Regions from separate parts of the Mus musculus genome. Here region 2 is linked to region 1. The links are chromatin contacts, called in public ChIA-PET maps. All regions are on one chromosome and are shown on one strand. Each heading gives the region's core, a stretch centred on a gene start, on an enhancer-like site or on the middle of the called end of the contact. The rest is flanking DNA. Distances are from core to core; before and after follow the strand shown.

The links. ChIA-PET counts read pairs in DNA pulled down with a chosen protein or histone mark.
Region 2: an RNA polymerase II ChIA-PET map of memory CD8 T cells shows a contact between it and region 1, with 24 read pairs. The contact joins two enhancer-like sites. A contact is called at or near these places in 3 of 484 Hi-C or Micro-C datasets (CD8 T cells, cerebellar granule neurons and nephron progenitors) and 3 of 115 datasets of contacts at active chromatin or transcription factors (CD8 T cells, embryonic limb bud and memory CD8 T cells).

Annotation. Positions count from the first base shown.
Region 1 is chr10:96,652,540-96,658,924 of GRCm38.p6, reverse strand. No RefSeq gene overlaps it. Among named protein-coding and RNA genes, the nearest start is that of Btg1, 39 kb to the right of the region's middle. Within about 2 kb of position 2,509, at least 52 of the 459 cell types and tissues checked have an H3K27ac peak or open chromatin away from gene starts, as enhancers often do. A contact at or near this core is called in memory CD8 T cells, where this site is marked.
Region 2 is chr10:96,819,705-96,826,291 of GRCm38.p6, reverse strand. No RefSeq gene overlaps it. Among named protein-coding and RNA genes, the nearest start is that of Gm46240, 78 kb to the left of the region's middle. Within about 2 kb of position 3,776, at least 60 of the 459 cell types and tissues checked have an H3K27ac peak or open chromatin away from gene starts, as enhancers often do. A contact at or near this core is called in memory CD8 T cells, where this site is marked.

The sequences.
Region 1 (6,385 bases), core at 1,260-3,759:
TACTTCAGGAAAACTGGCTTGCTAGCCGAATGGCCTGATGAGGCTCATACTTCAAGAGCCCCATGAGTTATTGTGCCTTGCCTTCACGGTTTGTTTGTTTGTTTATTCTCTCTCTTCTAAAGGGTTTAGTTGGTTCTCCCCAGCTGTGGCAATGACTCCATCTGTAAGGGCAAAGAACTTGTATATGACAGAACCTGTAGAACACTAAGAAATTAAGCTTACATTGTAAAGCAAGGTAGAGGGGAAGTGGAGACAGCTCATTAGTGAGAGCACATGTGAGGATATGAGTTCAAATCCCCAGAGTCCTCATTTAAAAAAGAAAATGCCAGGCATGGCTGAAACTATCTGAAACTCCAGGGCTGAGACATGAAGGTAAATTCCAGAAGCTCAAAAGTGTGCTTTAGGTCACTGAAAGTGACAGAGGAAAACTCCTGACATCTTCCTCTTGCTTCTACATGAATGCAACACACACACACACACTCACATAAAACCAAGTAGGTTTTCACTTATAAGATCATAGTAAGCAAAAGACCAAATATGAAGTACAGAGAACCCGCTACTCACCCTCCCACACCCACAGATACACTATACACATAGCCTTCCTCATCCTTTCAAGTCAGGATTAGAACGCTTGTTATTAACTGACGATGCTACCTTGACGCTTCCTTACTGTCAATCATACACAGTTTGCATGAGAGTCCATTTCTACTTAGAGACTTTCCCTAAGTTTGGGCACATGTATAATACGTAACTGCCTCCATGGAACCTCTCAGAAGGACCGGACCCTCTCTTCTCTGTCTATTCATTCTCTCTTACCACCTAACCTCTGAGAAACACTGAGTTTTTACTGTCTCCAGATGCCTGTCACTTCCCGGTGTCAAACAATTAGAATCCTATACTACATAATCTCCTCAGAATGGCTTCTTTTATTTAGTAATATACATTGAGCTATTCTCCATGCCTTTTATGACTGGTATTATTTCTGTTTGTAGTACTAAGCTATACCCCCTCTAGCTATATCATACCCTATCTGCTCCCTTATAGAAGAACAACTGGTGGCCTCTAAAATTTGGCAATTATGAATAAGCTTCTTTACATATCTGCCATAAATAATTCTTCAGCCTTATTGTATAGATACCAAAAGAGCATGATGGTTGAATCATATGAAAGTCACATGTTTAGCTTTATAGGAATTGTCAAACCCTTCCAGATAGCAAGACTCTTTGGAATCTCTACTGACAGTGAATGAGAGTTTCTGGTGTTCTATGTTCTGATCAACATTTGATGGTGTCAGTGTTTAAGATTTGATTGGAGCTAATAGGCATGCAGTGGTGAGCCATTGTTCATTTAATTTACAATTCATTGCTGCCATTTTTTTTTTTTAGCATGATTATGTTCCATCTTTATCTCTTCGGTGTGTTATCTGCTCAGGTCTGTGGCTCATCTTTAGATTGTTTGATTTCTCACTGTTGAGACTTGAGAATTATTTGTATATTTCAGAGAATAGTTTCTTACCTAGAATGTCCTTCATGACTCTTTTTTCCTGTTTTGTGGTTCGCCTCCGTCCTCTTGGTAAGACTTTCATGATACCTTGTAAGTGTGTAAACTTTTCTTTCTTTGTCTATTGGCTTTTTTCCTTTTCTTAACCTTTCTTTTTTTGTCAGCCATTAAAATAACTCGTGCAAATGGCAAATAGATCACAGGCCAAAGAGAAGAGCGTGCACACGGCAAATGGATTCAACTCAGAAAGCTTGTAAGAGTTCCTGTTGTCTGGGAAGACAAGGCAATTGCCTTGCAATACTGCCTACGGGTAGAGCACATGATACTCAAGCCTTTCGTGATTACTGTATACAACAATCAGCTAAATTAAACACACTCCAATTTAGGAAAGTATTTGAGGGTCAGGTGTCACTCATTGAGTTGACCATTGGAAACTTTTGATAAGAGGAATGTTTGGGTTGGTTGGTGGAAGGAATTTCCATGAACCCCACACCTCCCGAATGTCTGTCCTGATGTCTTAAGTCCAGACAAAAGCTGGTTGAGAAATCATGAGATCATTATAAGACTCTAAAAGCCTTCAGAGACTCTCTCTCTCTCTCTCTCTCTCTCTCTCTCTCTCTCTCACACACACACACACACACACACACACACACACACACACACACACACACACACATTAATCTAGGCTAACAGTCACAAATCTCAGACTTCAAGACAGAGTAGAAGGATGATCTAAATCTGTTCTTGGTGCTAATGAGCACGGGGATTCCTAAGAGAACATTCAAAGACAGACGGATCTTGTATTATTCAGAGTCAGGTCTCGAGCTACCCAAGCGCACTGAAGCTGACTTGCTGTTGCTAGAATCATGCAAGAAGAGAGACAAGAACCTTTTCGTTTGATGCAATGCTCACTGTCAGATGCATGTGTGTGGACGTTGTCTAATACCAAGTGCTGAACTCTTATTTCACACACAGCCCTCCACATACAGATCATTTCCTGTTGGCAGTAGCCACCATTAGGAAAGTCTGAGTGAGACACATGATGATGATCTCTGATGAAATAGCTGTCGCCACACTCAGACTAACTCACCCCAAGGAAAGGCTGTGTAATGCTGAACAGCCAAGAAATGAATTCCAAGAGCCTTGGAACTTCAGGACACATGAGATGGTAATGTCACAGAGGCCAGTACAAAATGGGGAGGAGACACTTACACACCCCAGCTCAAAGTTTCAGACAGAAGCAGCTGTGTTAGGTTTGTATCTAGAGCTGTATTTACAACTGAATGTCCTCACACCCAGCAGGACATTAACCCAGATTTGCTCCTGAAACACAGCCTCTTAAGAGTCTTATGAGTCTCTCAGCAACTTAGAAGAGGGAATAAAGGAGACTGTGGGGGCATCTGAACTGATCACCATCCCTCTTACGGAACTTCTTACTCTGTGTGCAATTTGCTAACACAAATTCGCCTCCAGTTATCCAAAAGGTCGGTGGTTCAAACCCACCTGGTAATGTGTGCACTTAGGTCTAGAGAAGATGGCTCAGCACTAAAGAGTCCTTGCTGCTATTGAAGAGTATCCATGTTGATTGATTTCATGCTGTCTCATGTGCTGAACACCAGCCACTCTAAAGACCAAATGGGGAGGGAAAGAAAAGCCATTGCTCTCCATTCAGAGGACCCAGGTTTAGCTCCTAACACTCACATGGGGTAGCTCATAACATCTGGAGTTCCAGCTCCATGGCTTCCAATGATATCTGGTCCGTATAGACACAGACACACAGACACACACACACACAGACACACACACACACACACACACACGATGCACACTCACCAAAGGACACATGCAGACACCTAAGTAAATAAATCTTTTTTTTTTTAAATGAAGACAAAATAGTCCATTTTTACTTTCTTTTAAGCAACTATATTTAACTCCGATCCTTTAAAAAAAATTCAGATTGTTTAAAAGCAATTGAGTAATAGAGTGTAAATTAGAATATAACCTTAAACATCACGGGTTAAACACTTTATTTTGACAAGAAATGGAATTCCAGAGACAATGGACCTTTCTTAGCACATGTGTGATACAGCTAACACCACCCAAGAGCTTATTTAAACTACAAAACCTGGTAGGACTGGTTCTCCAAGCTCTTGCTATCTAAAATCCCACTCCCCCTTCCCTTAGTACTCCAGTGTTGCCCTGGAGAACCGCTGTCTCTCCCTTCCCCTCACCACCCCAGCCCTGACACAAAGGGCCATTTTCTTTGGTACTCATGAGGATTAGAGACAATCACAAAGGTTTTAAAAAAAATAATTAACCAATAAAAATAAAGTCAAGTTAAATAATCCCCCAAGACTGACAATTCCCAGTCTTTCTTTCTATGCTATAATAGACAGACCCCAGCCCCTCGCTGAAAACATCTCCTGCAATCCAGAAACCTCAGCCGCTTCTTCTAGAAGTGGGATTTGATCTCTCCATTTTTTTTCCCTCTCTAGTCTGGTCTTTAAGAAGAGACATGTGGTCTCATCTTCAGGAAATCTCTCCCACCCAAGAAACAATTAATGAGTACACTCGGTGTGTGTTGCAAAACTGAGTGACTTTGATCTCAATACCCTCAGAGCTCTAGACCGCGCCTTCCTCTTTCTGTCTGCCGAGGTATGGCCTTTCTTAAGCTTTGTCTCTCGTTCTGCAGCAACAGAAAAAGCAAATAAAGTGTGTTATCTCCTGCTCACTCCCACCATGGGTAAGGTGAGAAAATTCTCAGAACACAGCCTTGCGAGGCTGGACTGATACTAACCCGCTCCAGGAAGCAGGATAACCACAGCTTTCCCTATTCCTTTGTGTCTTTTCCTGTAATTTCAAATTTACACATAGGCCCCAGGAAATTTCCCAAACCCTCTGTTGGAGTCCAAAGCTAATGGTGTGAAGCCACATTTAAGAACTGTTTTGTCTTTTTTTTTTTTTTTTTAAATAGACCACCCATTAGTTAAAGTGAAACGCTGGCAAAAACTGGCTGAAGGACAAAGTTACTATGTTCTGAGGCAAATTTAGAGCAATGAACTTGTAGTGTTCTACACCTTAAAAGCAGATCTGAATACACAAGGACTGAACTTTTCCATGAGGGTTTGTTTCTGGGTTGGGTACACTGGATAAACACGGATTCGTTAATCATTATTCTGCCCCGTTTCCTGGCTATCATTATCTGTTAGATGTTATTAAAATGATTATCCAGGTAGATGTGTAAAAGAAAACCAGTTGCTACGAGAACACTACCTTATCAGCTCACCAGCACTACAGCATGAAGTTCCAATGCTGTCCCAGTCTCCCTAATGAATACCCACACAGATTGGGACTTGAGTGGCTGTCTTTAAAGTACAATGAAAGAGCTACGAATTCTGATGGGTCTCTGACCCAGCCTCTGGTGTCACAGAAAGCATGGTACATTCTAAACCATTGAAATTTAACAAAGATTTTTGGCTTTTACAAAACTTACTAACTCAAAATAATAATAATAATAATAATAATAATAATAATAATAATAAATTAAATTAAATTTAATTTAAAAAGCCTGTGTTAATAGTTATCCCTACACAGGACCTTGAGCATTTTTTCTGATCTAACTTCCATCTATTAGAGAATCAGCAAGTGTGAAGGGATTGGAGGAAAGAGAGAGAAGGGTTTGAATGGGAGACTGGGACAATTCCCGAGGGTAAATGGGGGTAAGAGGTAGGGACAGGAATTTTTACTATTTTTACTATCAACAATGTATTCATCAATATTTAGTATGCATCCCTTGTGGCCTACAGGAGATACAAGGAGGCCGGGATGAAGCAGCACAGGCTACTTACAAAAGTTTAAAGTGGAGGCAATAATCCCTTATCAAATGACCTCAAATATAGGTGTATACTGAAGGATGTGCTATGCAGTACCCAAACTTTAGTAGGAAGAGAGTAAGAGAGGGAAGAGAAGGGCAAGAGGGGTCCTGGGTGGCTTTACCAAGAAGTGTCTGGAAGATCTTGGAGATGGGTGACAAGGGTGCTGCTTAGTGATGAAGGTAAGAGACAAGCTGGGGAGGACAGGGCTGGCCCAGACTGTTGTGGGGAAGACAGGAGAGGGCATGGAGGACAAGCCAATCAGAGAAGGCCCGTGCCCCTGGAGGGCAGACAGGCTGAGCAAAGGTCAGCAGCTAGAATACGTGGAGCCTGTCCAGGAAGGACAGAAACCACTGACTGGAGTCCGCTGTGTCAGTAAGGATACAGGTTACGCTAGTGATAATGATCAGGGCCCTGAATATTCTGGAAGAATGTGTAAAATAAAAAAGGAGGGTTGGGACCAAGATCTCTAGGCAACAAGAAGTCCTGATGGGTACACGGTGACAGGATCAAACCTATTTAAGGATGATCTCTTTCGGACCTACTGTAAAGGCAAGAGGTCAGAGCAGTCGTTGGTTCTGATCATTTATCGGTCATCAAAAGGAGTGTTTAAAGACAAAGACACCAAGATCAATGAGAAGTATTCACTAGGTCTTTATCATGTGCATTACTATGTAAACTGAACTCGGAAGAGAAATTACACAAAAAATTGGCCTTTGAGGACTATGGTTTGCATATGAAAGACAGTCACACACATCATATATATATACACACAAACACACACACACATAAACACATACAACACACACCACACACATGCACCACATATCACACACATGTACACATATCACATGCACACCACACACACACACACACATACCACATGCATACACACATATCACATGCACACCACCCACACACACATACCACATGCATACACACACATACCACATGCACACCACACCACATACACACCACATGTACACCACGCTCACACACACACACATACACCA
Region 2 (6,587 bases), core at 2,527-5,026, 170 kb before region 1:
GCAGACAAGTGGTGGAGAATCATCTCTTAAGGGGAAGGGGGGAAGAACACAAGCAAGCCATTGTGTCGTATTTAAATTAAAAAAAAAAAAAAAGTTTAAGATTTTAGCATCTGTTACTAACTGATGACCACAAAAGTCACTGCAGGGCTCTGAGACTAGGTGCAGTGTTCATGTTTAAAGCTGCTTTTTAAAGTGGAGTTGGGTATTATTGGTGTGTTCTTGTTAGGTTTTCTTTCCCTTTAAAAAAAGGGGTGGGGCCTCTGTGTGTGTGCACCATCGTTTTTGCCCAAACTGATGCTCACATTACTCTTGAGTTTGGCCTCTCTAGGAGGCATAAAATTCCACGTGTAAGTGCTGGATCTACTTTATATAGGAACAATATCTTAGATGTTTGACTGAAGTCTACAAGAAATCCTTAAGGCATTTTTTGTGACAGTTTTCATGTGGATTCAGTCACGCATTGATCATATTCTATAGTTTTCATTTCTAGCATCCATTTTAGCCTCACGTCTTTCTGACTTGAAGTCCAATCCTTCAGAGATAACTGCTTGAAAGCAAGGTTGCTGAAGATAGCCTCTCTAATTTATTCATTCTTTTCTTCTGTCTTTTCTTTTGCTTTCTTTGATTTTTGCCTAAGACAATTTTATTTCTTATTCATTCCCAAAGATACTGAGTGAATGGAATAATAGATGTGACCCACCCCTCCTTCTAGCCTCTCTCCCTCCCAGTCTCCCTCCCATTGCTATCTATCAGTTGAATAGAGTACTAAAAGCCATAGATCCACCCAGCTGTGGAGTGTAAACTATAAACGATGGACCCAAATAACCTTTGTTCCTTATCACTAAGACAAAATACCTGGGGTACAGAAATCGATTATCTTGTGACCAATAAACAACAGAGAGAAACAAAAGCAGGAGTTTCATGATCCCATTCAAGGACATGTTTCCAGTGACCTAAGATCCTCCCATGAGGTCTAGTCCTGTGAAGCCCGTCATTTCCTAATAGTACCACTCTGGGAACCAAGCCATGAGAAAACATTTTGGCAAGTCCCTAGGAAATGGTTTCCTTCAATGTATCTCTTGTATTATTTCACCATATCTGCCTTTTGTTGACAGATCAATAACCTGTCTAAGTAGAATTGCTTGGAGATCACAGTGGACTTTTTCATACTCTGGGAGCATCAATATAGGGGATGGAAGAATATGATTCTCAGACACCAAGATTGCTCTTAACTGATGGCCCTTGGCTATCATCCTGATGGGTTACTCCTCTCAACTGAGAGACCTGCTTTCTCCAAGTCCATGTCACATTCCTGGGGCATGCTGTATCTGAATACTTCTGAGGCAAACTAGATTACATGGTAGATTATAAACGTGAGTGACTGATGAGCAAGAAACAGCTATCCTCTCTTGCAGCACTGCACCTGGGGAGGCTAATGGTACAGATGTTCTTACCATCTGAGCCATTTGCCCCAGCAGACCCCAAGTTATGAGATATACCACTGATAGGAACAGGGACACACCCGAGAAGAAAACTAGGCTTTACAAATCGAAGACAAGGCCATGTCCTCAGTGGTAGAGAATTTTACAGTTTTCTAAGAACTGCTTAAGAGTCTTATTTACACCGGTTAAAGATTAAGCAATTGACAAAGAAGCACAAAGTGACCGTGACATTCGAAGTTCTCCACCGGAACTATACTCTTGTTAACTGTACAGAGCTGGATGTTCCTAGTACCAATGCAATGGATGCCAAGCACTGAAATGTCTTAGATCAAACCCAAGCAGGAGTTGCGCCCAGTCGTTTAGGACCATAATACTAGCTGACTAAGGTGCTGCTGCTCCGATTAGAATTGGAGCTCTCCATTTTGATTAAACCTCTTCAAAAAAAAAAAAATCCCAAATCATGCCCAGAGGTGTATGTGGCGATTCCAAATCCTGTCGAGTTGACGATGAAGACTAACAACACATAGACTGATGATCAAGTTCACAGTATAAGTTGTCTCCATTGAACTTCTTCTTTTCTAGGAGGAACAATGATTTCCTTTTGACTTGCCAACACATAATCTAGTGTGACTTTTGACTTTCTGTCAATGGGATCTCCTACCTGCCCATTTACTTAAGCTTCAAAAGCTTAAAACTCTAGGCTAGACAGGATTAGTATGTGGTATTGCACCAGACCAGTGAACTCCCTTAAGGGCCTTAGACGTTTGAGAAATGCCATGGAATCCCCTGAACTTGTAACTTGAACCAATGTTAAGTGGTCTGAGGATAGGAAGAAGCCAAGGATCTGAGAAAGGGAAGCTCCAAGAATCCATATCTGATATCACCAGGGCATGGATAAGGCTGTCAACATCATTGGAAAACTTAAACATCCCAGAAGACCTAGCTAATATAGTCCGTACAGATACAGCAAAGGCGAACGCCACCCAGAGGTAATAACGACCAAGCTTGTGCATTCCAATGGCATGACTTCCGGGAAGGCTGAGGGGGTTCAGACCTGAAACAGCTCCCTGCTTATCCTCATAGGTGATTTGACTTTAAATGACTTTAGGCTCCAAAAGGAACTACAAGTTTGAATTCCCTGTTGTGATTCAAGCCAGAAAAGAACATATTACCTTTCAATGACAGGTTTAAGAGGTTTTCAAGCTCAGCAGAAACAGTGTCACTGGAGCCAAGCAGAACTCAGCCATAGACAGTGCGAATCTGTATTTCTGAACAGCTGACGTGTGGCTATTTCAAAAACCTTACACCAATAATCTTCTGTGTAGATGCCCTGACACGCTGCTCTCGGAACTTTCCAGAACTGACTCATAATTAGCCATCATGGTCTGTTCAACCAAGAAGGAGGGATAACTTTATCTCACTTTAAGAATCTGAGTTGATGTTCTTCCTTATCATGTAAATGTCTTTAATGAGTCACTTATTGATATAAACACTTTGTATGGTGTTCTTAGGATTTGCCCAAACCCATCCTTCCTCGTAACTCGTTAGAATGTAAAATTGTTGAACCACTAGAGAAAAAACAAAGTTTCATGGTTCCCTCACTAAAGTTAAACAAGGATCTTTTTTTTTTTCCCGAACCATATGACCCTCCAATTCCACTCCTAGTCACACCAAAAATCATTGGAAACAGATGTTCAAATAAAACCTAGGGCACAAACAGCCATAACAGCAACTTTCAGGGTAATAACCTGCAGGTGGAAATGACCCTAATGCACATCAACAGATGAATGGATATAAAAAAAAAATGTGGCCTGCCCACACAGTAGAATATTATTCAACTACTAAAAGGAAGGAATGCATGAAGGAGGTGCATGCCACAGACAAATCAACTGGAACTCATACCTCACATGAATGAAGCAGACACAAAAAGTTGGAGGTTGTATAGTTTAATGTATTTGAAATTTTCAAAATAGGCAGATCTATAAAGATGGCAAGATTAGGGGTTTCCAGGAACTAGGGCAAAGGAGGAGTTAAAATTGATTGCTTAGTGAATAACAAGCTTGTAAAGAAACAAACAGTTCCAGAAGCAATTGTGGGGGGGAGATACCACCACAATTTCCTGCATGTGTTTATTGCCTCTGACTTCTTACAATGGTGAAAAATGACAAGCCTTGCCTGTCACTTTATACAATGAATGGATACCTATCTTATTTCCCAAGAACCTCTCTTGGGCCCATGGAAATTTTTCTGCAGTACTAACTGAAATGGGTCAACGGTTTTCCCTCGTGGGAAGGAACCCAAGTCTCTGATTGCACCGAGCAAAACTGGTCAGCTGTTTTACAAGGAAAACAGCTGGCACTGAAGCCTGTGCTCTTTAAAGAGCTGCTAGCTGAGCCTCTTCCCCAGGGTGAATTCAAGCTGAAGAGCTGTGATTCTGAGCCAGGTTTGCGTGGGCCACACCCAGCTACTAATAAGTTGTTCCCAACTCTACAGGCCTCATCTTAATAACTAGCTCTTCTCCTACCTTGGAAGTTCCCATAATCATGTGGCCACTCAAATGAGAAGAGCAGAAACCACTGACAATTTGGAGACGAGACAGAGTCCAGAAAAGGAAGCAAAGTCATGAAAATATAAATTTAGCTTGAGGTGTTCCATGAACACAAGGCAGAGGCTTAGAATTGGGGCTTGTTCTAAATGTCCAAACGGAGAAAATAGTGGTGTCTCTGGAACAGAGCCATGTGGGTAAAGCAGTTTCTAGAGCAGAGGCCAGACTCTGGTGTCCTGGATACATGGGAATTTATGACAATATTTGAAAACTTTTGCAACTTATGAGGAGACTTTGGCCTAGCTGGAGACAACTAGTCAGATGAACTGTCTGTGACCTAAAGATGACAAAGCAAGCTGCAAGTAGAGAAAGTTGGAAGTGACAGTTTCCTCTGTCCTGGAAATGCCAGTTAGGAATACTAGCTTTTAAGGTAGAGGTCAGTCTTGAGACACCAGGAGAAAAGGGAAGGTAGGCAGGAGCCAAGCCTTGTAATAATAATAATAATAATAATAATAATAATAATAATAACAATAACAATAACAATAATAATAACTCAAAGTCTTGATGTGACAGTTTTAAGCAGGAAAAATTACATCGTATGATTTAGGTTAATGAAATACTATTCTCTGGTGGCACTGCAGAAGATGGACAGGCGGAAGGAATCTTGGAGCAAAACCAGGAACATTGCCAGGGCAATAGTGACTCTCAAATGTTGCTGGTACAGACCAATGAGGATAAGAATGTAATCTAGGCAATTCTATTCTGTTGGATAAAATGTAGGGAAGGGGAGCACATGGCGGAGTAAAGACTTACTTCTAGTTCAAGCCAAAGGTCATAGCGTCTGATATGTTCTGCTACGATAAACAAAGCCAGTGTACGCCCTGTAGAACGTCTAGTGAGGTTTGCCCAGTGGTTGCCTCTAAGGTCATATTAACCATCCAGATGTGCTAGTCCAGATGTGCTAGTCCAGATGTGCTGGTGGCATATATTCAGTTTCTTCTTCCTTTAAAATTTTCTCACTTTTATTTTATCCAACATATAAAAGCATGTGGGAACGAGTTTCCATACTGTGCATTAATCCGCGACTACATTGTGTGATGTGTGATGTTTAGATCCGTTTTAATGCATCTTCTCAAACATTGGTCATTTCTTGATGATGAGAAGCTTCAAACTTGCTTTGTGCAGTGTTTCGAAATGCTCGGCCTAGTGCAAACACAGCCACCCTCCCAGTGGGTCTTACACCCATACAACTAACCATAACATGGGTTTCCTATATCTCTGCCTATGTAAAGAGTAGGTAGCACACTAGATTGTGTGTCTTGACGGGCAGTGAGGCATAACATTTATTCTTATATGCATTGGCCCTTCTCTTCTGTGTGGTTGCATATTGTTTGTCTGTCTTGCTGCTTTGTGAAATCTGGTGACTGACACCTGGAAAACTTTGGGCATCCTTCAACATTCTTGGCACTTGCTGTCTGTACCTTGGACTACTTGTTGCCTGACCCTACCTGCCCTTGAGGCTTGGAGGTGAGGTAGCCTGGAATCAAAGACACAGACTCCAGGAGCAGGTGAAAGCTTGTCTGAACACTGTTGCAAGGTCCATAAATACCTTCCACCTGTGCCCATGGGTCCCAAGAAAGCATCTTTTCTAAACAGCAGTTCCCAATTGGCTGGCATTGTCTGCATCAGCAATCCTTGTTCTCTCATACAGTCCTCAATTAGATCCTCCTGCAGGAGATGACTTTGAAGCTTCTAGCCCCCCATGTTTATGTAGAGGTGGCCAGTGCTGGTCTGCCTACAGGCACTGTCACCAGAGATCCCTGAGTAAGTGCTCTCACACTCCTGCTCACTTGGCCTCCCTGTGACTGTCAACCTAACAAAGTCTAAAACCATCTAGAGTATAGAGCTCTGGGCCTGTGTATGAGAGAGCTTCTCAATTGGGTTATCTGAATTGGGAAGACCCTCTGTGAGTATGGGAGGCCCCTTTCCGTTCTCTAGGCTGAGTTCAGGAGATGGTGAGCTAAGCATAATTTTTCTCACAAAGTGGGACCAGCTCCTTCATTCCTGCTGACTGGTTCTCCCTAGCATAAGGGACTGCTCTCTCAAACTGAAATAGAACAAACCCTTCCTCTTGTTGCCTTATGCAACAATGTTGTCACAGCAATGGGAAAAGCTACCAGCATCCTCTCCATTCTCCAGCTCTTTTTTTAAATTATTTAATTAGATATTTTCTTCATTTACATTTCAAATGCTATCCCAAAAGTCCCCCTAACCCTCCCCCTACCACACCCCTACCCACCTACTCCCACTTCTTTGCCCTGGCGTTCCCCTGTACTGAAGTATATAAAGTTTGCAAGACCAAGGGGCCTCTCTTCCCAATGATGGCCGACTAGGCATCTTCTGATACATATGCAGCTAGAAACACGAGCTCCGGGTGGTACTGGTTAGTTCATATTGTTGTTCCACCTATAGGGTTACAGACCCCTTTAGCTCCTTGGGTACTTTCTCTAGCTTCTCCATTGGGGGCCCTGTGATCCATCCAATAGCTGACTGTGAGCATCCACTTCTGTGTTTGCCAGGCACTGGCATAGCCTCACAAG